Linked DNA regions of Zea mays: region 1 is linked to region 2. The links are chromatin contacts, called in public Hi-C maps. All regions are on one chromosome and are shown on one strand. Each heading gives the region's core, a stretch centred on a gene start, on an enhancer-like site or on the middle of the called end of the contact. The rest is flanking DNA. Distances are from core to core; before and after follow the strand shown. Region 1 holds the start of LOC100384253. Region 2 holds the start of LOC103634602 (NAC domain-containing protein 92).

What was found. Hi-C and Micro-C count contacts between places; a contact is called where the count stands out from the background.
Region 1: a Hi-C map of ear shows a contact between it and region 2, with 2.8 times the contacts expected there. The contact joins the promoter of LOC100384253 here to the promoter of LOC103634602 in region 2. A contact is called at or near these places in 2 of 25 Hi-C or Micro-C datasets (bundle sheath and ear).

What each region holds. Positions count from the first base shown.
Region 1 is chr1:54,197,200-54,200,117 of Zm-B73-REFERENCE-NAM-5.0, forward strand. LOC100384253 reads left to right here and starts at 1,298. Exons shown (of 8, transcript NM_001362338.1): 1 at 1,298-2,731; 2 at 2,819-2,918. The coding sequence starts at 1,752.
Region 2 is chr1:53,480,483-53,483,237 of Zm-B73-REFERENCE-NAM-5.0, forward strand. LOC103634602 (NAC domain-containing protein 92) reads right to left here and starts at 1,273. Exons shown (of 3, transcript XM_008657013.3): 1 at 848-1,273; 2 at 400-677; 3 at 1-253. The coding sequence starts at 1,055.

The DNA.
Region 1 (2,918 bases), core at 48-2,547, 720 kb after region 2:
TGTGTGCAAGGTTCCAGGCAAATCCTAAGAAAGTTCACCGAGAGCGGGGGCAGCGGGCGCGGGGGGCGGCGGGCGCGGTGGAGAGAAGGAGCTTGGCGGCGGCGTCCTTAGCATGAAAAAAATGAGAGAACGATGACCCGGCCGGTATAAAGGGGGTCGGTGTCAAAATCTATGGCACCGACCCCCTGATAGGATCCGCACCGACGCTAGGGGGTCAACGCCAAGATCTATGGCGTCGACCCTGCCACTTCACCACCTCAGGCGCCATTAATATTGGCACCATCACAGTATAGCTAGGCGCCAATAATAATGGCGCCGAGCCTATGGTCCATTTTTTGAAATGAAACTGTAAAGAGCATAATTGTGCAAAAGAAACAGAAAAGAGCTAGATTGCAAAAAAGTTGGGCGGTGTACATACCAATTTTCCAAGGACAAAACCAAACATTGTGGTGTACATTGAATAACTACAAGCCCAACTCTATACAAAGCGGTTAGCGTTTGAATCTATAGAGATAAAATATTATAAAAGTAGTAAAAGTCGGTACAGATTAAAGGCGAGATAACATGCTGAAAATGTCAAAATCCTGCAATTCCATCTAAACGATCTAGAATTCTGTCCGCACCGCAACATGCCCAGTCGGCTTACAATTGGTTACCAGGCAACATCCATGATTTGAATACGATAAGGAAAGTGGTACCTTGCCGCGTTGAGATTACCGCTTTCGTTTATCCCATCGCCGTCGATATATCTTCTTTTCAGAAATGCGACTGGATCCATCACGCTTCCCCGATCGACATGGCTTGGCTGGGCAAGCAGCAAGCTTCGCCCTGCCTTTCTGCCGATTTGCCGGATTCGAAATTAGTAGGCCATTTTTGCTACCAAAACTGAACTAAGATTTCTGTAGATGCAAATATCGCCCTGAGTCTCAAAACGATGTGGAGAAGAGTAGCATCCCTTTTCTGCCAAAACTATAATACAAACAGACGAGTATTCTGCAACGGCAGGCGCCCGAGGGAGGACGGAAGATCCGGACAAAGCTTCATTCAGGACGGAATCCATGCCCATAATCTGGTTTTGAAAATGGCGAATTGGAGAGATCAAGATCCATGCACAGGTCACGCAACTTCGAATTGAACACCTACTTTTTTTTCCTGGGTCCTCCTCCTCCCGGACAACAGTGAAAATAAGAAACCAAACTGGTATCTGCACACGGTCATTGATCCCTCAAAAGTCTGCACACTGCTTTGCCTGCAAGTCTTCAAAGCCCCCCAGGCCCCAGCTCGACGCTCGCTACCCTACCCCGCAAGGCCGCAACCCCGAGCAGAGTCCCAAGCCCAAGAAACCAACCCCCGACGCGCGCGAGACGGCGAGAGAGGGAGAGATAGGTGTGCGGCAGTAATATAGTGGGTTTGCTCTTTGATTGGCCGCGGCTAAGCACCAAACCTTGGGGAAATGGAGCTGCTCAGTGGTGCAGTGGCGCAGCGGGAGCTTGGGGAAGCGGAAGCTTGCGAGCAGCCAGAGCACTAGCCATTACCCAGCGCTACCATACACTGACATATCTATCGATCTGATCGGGCTGCTGCTGAGTGCAGTGTGTGTACAAAAGGCCCTGAAGGCGGTAAGACCGAGCTGCACCTGCACTAGAGGTGAAGGGGTGTGAGGGAGAAGAAAAGCGAGTAGCCCGTGAGCTGCTGCGGTGCGAGGGAGCCCAGGGTTTCGTCTCGTCTGGCCCTCTTCTCTTGGCGCGGCCATGGACGCCTACGAGGCCACCAAGGTGGTGTTCTCCCGGATCCAAGCCCTAGACCCGGACCACGCCGCCAAGATCATGGGCCTCCTCCTCATCCAGGACCATGGCGAGAAGGAGATGATCCGCCTCGCCTTCGGCCCCGAGTCTCTGCTCCACGCTGTCATGGCCAAGGCGCGCAAGGACCTCGGCCTGCTCCTCCCGGCCTCGCCGACCTCCGTTGCGGCCGCCGGCCACGCGCCGTTCCTGCAGCTCCCACGCCAGAACTCCGGGCGCGCGGGCGCGCCGTCGCCGCTCTCGGTGTCCTCGCCGTCGTCATGGAGCCACGCGCCCGTGTTCTCCAGGAGCAACAGCACGAGTAATGGCACCGCGGAGGAGGCGGCGGGGGCTGGGGAGGAGCTGCCCAGTCCCGTGAACGGCGGCGCGGCGCCGTTCTTTCCTCGTCAGGCCGGCGACGCGCTCCTGGACGACTTGCAGCTGCAGGAGCAGCTCGCGTTCCTCAACGAGGGCGGCGGGAACCCGGCCCACCAGCTCCTGGGGTTCGACGGCGGGGAGTGCCGGAGCCCCGGTCCCGGTGATGCCGATGGGATGTTCGCGTTCGGCCTCGGGTGGCACAACGGGGGCCCAGCGCACCGTAGGAGTTCGTCAGTCAACGAGCTCTGCCTTGGCGGCGGCGGCGGCGGCGGCGATGGTTTCGGTTGGAAGCCCTGCCTCTACTACGCGCGCGGGTTCTGCAAGAACGGCGGCAGCTGCAGGTTCGTCCACGGCGGCCTCTCCGACGACGCTGCTGCGCTCGCTGGCGCCAAGATGGAGGCAGCCGCCGATCAGCAGCAGCAGTGCCAGGACTTCCTCATCCGCTCCAAGGGCCAGCGCCTCGGCCCCGCCGCCTTCCCCTACTCCCCCACCGGCTCCCTCCCAGGCTCGCCCTCCGCCGCTAGCAAGTGCCTCAGCTTCCTGCTGCAGCAACAGCAGCAGCAGCACGACAGGTAGAGCAGCCGCCTTTACAAGTTCTGACCCCGAAACTCGAATCGTTCGCACCAAAGCTCCAGCCTTTTTCGCCTGTGCGCGTGCAGAGCCGCGGCGGCCGCGTCTCTGATGCTGGGCGGCGGCGACGAGGCGCACAAGTTCATGGCCCGGCCGCGCCTGGACCGTGCCGACTTCGCTAGCATGATG
Region 2 (2,755 bases), core at 23-2,522:
GCGCGTGCTCCTCCATCTTGACCGGGAGGTAGCTCGCGTCCGGAACGGACGCGGGGGCGGGGCCCTTGAAGTCGATCACCTCGTCCACGTCGGCTCCGACGAGGGCCGGCAGCTCCGCGGAGTCGAGGAGCTCGTTGAGGAAGCCCAGCGAGCCCACGCGCTCGAGCTCCGCCGCGCCGGCCGCCGCCAATAATGGCTCGCTCCTCGCCGCCTGCAGCTCCTTGTTGAACACCTTGCACACGGCCCACTCGTCCTGCACCGCACGCAACAAAAAGGACAAGGCGGCAAGAAAAAGAAGAGAGGGGACTTGTTAGCCCACGCCCACCGGCCGGAAATTAAGGGCAGGAGACTTGCTTGCAACGCCGAACGACGGAACGAGTAAGTACACGAGGGCCGGACCTTGGCGGAGCGCGGGAGCGGCTGGGGAAGCCTGCCCTCGAGGCGGAACTCGTGCATGACCCATCCGGTCTTCTCCCCGCGCGGCGCGCGGCCGCGGTAGAAGACGAGCGTCTTCTTCATGCCCACGAGGACGCCGCGGCCCCTGAAGATCTCCTTGTCCTTGCCGGTGGCCTTCCAGTAGCCGGTCTCCGTGGCGCGGTTGGTCCGCGTGCCCGTCGGGTACTTGCGATCCTTGTGGCAGAAGAAGTACCACTCCTTCTCCCCCATCTTGGCCCTGCCTGGAGAAATCAAAACGCAAGCTTCCCAGTTAAATTTAGGCCGCCATGATTCCCAGCCGAGAGAAAGAGAAGTACTACTAGTACAAGCACAAAGTCAAAAAAAAAAGAGGTGCAGGTCTATTTGGCTCTTTGAGGTGAGGACGTATCAAGCAGTAGCGCGCAGTGCTAACCTGGCAGGTCCCATGGCTCGATCCTGTTGAGGTCGACCTCGCCGATGACGCCGGAGACGAAGCGGTGGTCGAGGGCCTTGTGGGTGAGGTAGTGCGAGATGATCTCCTCGTCGGTGGGGTGGAAGCGGAAGCCCGGCGGCAGGTCCATCAGCTGCCCGGCGCCCGCGTCCTCCACCTCCGCCTGGTTTATCACCGACACCTCAGACATCTCCGCCGTGCCGAAAACCAGCAGCCTCCTTCCACTCCAAGCCTCTCCACGATCGGAAGAGGAAATGGCTGCCTCAGGACAGATAAGGAGAGAGAGAGAGAGAGAGAGAGAGAGAGAGAGAGAGAGAGAGAGAGAGAGAGAGAGAGAGAGAGAGAGAGAGAGAGAGGCGTGCGTGAAAGAGAGAGGTGAGCTGAGAAAGAAGGCAAGGGGGCTTGGACTGGAGGAGCGGAGGGAGGGGCTGGGGCGGCATTATATAGAACAGGGTCGTATCTAGAGATGGCCAAACGGGCCGCCCGGCCCGGCCCGGCCCGGGCCCGGTGAAGCCCGGCCAAAAACCGGGCCGGGCCTGCTGTGCCAGCGGGCTTAATTTTCTGTCCAAGCCCGGCCCGCAGCGGGCCTAAACGGGCCGGGCCGGCCCGTTTAGCACGAAAAAAACGGGCCAAAAAGCGGGCTAAACGGGCCGGTAAGCACGTTTTAGTGTAAAAAAACCGTGCTTAACGGGCTTAGAGGTAAACGGGCCGTGCCGGGCTAGCCCGCCGTGCCTAGTTTCCTGTCCAAGCCCGCCCGCTTATTCTACCGTGCCGGGTTCGGACCGGGCCCAAAAAGCGGGCTTCGTGCCGGGCTCACGGGCCTCGTGCTTTTTGGCCATCTATAGTCGTATCGACGCTGTGACGGGCCGGGAGCGGAGAGCCGTGCGGAGGGCGGCTTGTAGACGACGGACCCCGTCCGGCGGGGACCGGGGGGCCCTTCCCCTCACTTCTTACCGCCGGTAGCTGCTGTGTGCCTGTGACTGCCCCACCTAAGGGCTTGTTCGGTTAGCTCTCAATCCATGTGGATTGAGTGAGATTGGATGGGTTTGAATCCCAAACAAGTCAAACCTCTTCTTAATTTTTTCAATCCCATCCAATCCATGTGTATTGGGAATAACCGAACAAGCCCTAAGCTAACTCCAAATTACCTGTCCTAATCGTAATGGCCCGCTCCCCTCCACTGGCCTGCGGAATATTCACTCGCTCGCCGGTTCACAGCTAACGCGGCAACGATGTGGCCGAGAATTGAAAAACCCAGAGCTCTCCCTTTAAAATACCATCACAGTAGGAGCTTCGCTTACTTCTCTGACCTTTGAAAACGAGTGCGGAGCTGGGCGACAGGGAGGCCTATCTGTCTGTCCCCACATGCCAGCGTGAAGAGTTCAACCCGGCGCTACGACACGGACAGGGGAGCAGATATCCTCTCATCCCAGCCAGTTCCTTTCCAGAAAACGGTGAGAAATCCAGATTACCGTGGCAGGCGCTACTCGTGCCGTCGTGCGCTACTCGTCTCGTCCCTAACCGCCGTCCGTGGACCGTGGCTAATGGTGCTCGCTCGATCGCTTCCGTCCCTCGCGCTCTTTTGGGAACATCTGTGTTCGTCGTTGTCTACTGGATGCGCGTAACGCCCCACACGACGGACAGGCAACGGCGAGAACTTTGCGCAAGGATATATGCCGATGGCTCTACACCGGCGGTGTATGGGCGCAGCCGGACCAAAAGCGCACAAAATTCGACAGGGCAGGCGAGCCATTTTCCCTTTCAGAAGGGTGCACGCTCGGCGTCCGCAGTGCCATCAGGGCTCGGTCCCATGCCATTCTCCCAAGCCTTTTTTTTCAGCGTTTCCGTCATCAAGTTCCACGCTTTTTAAGCGGAGCCGCGGAGGACAAA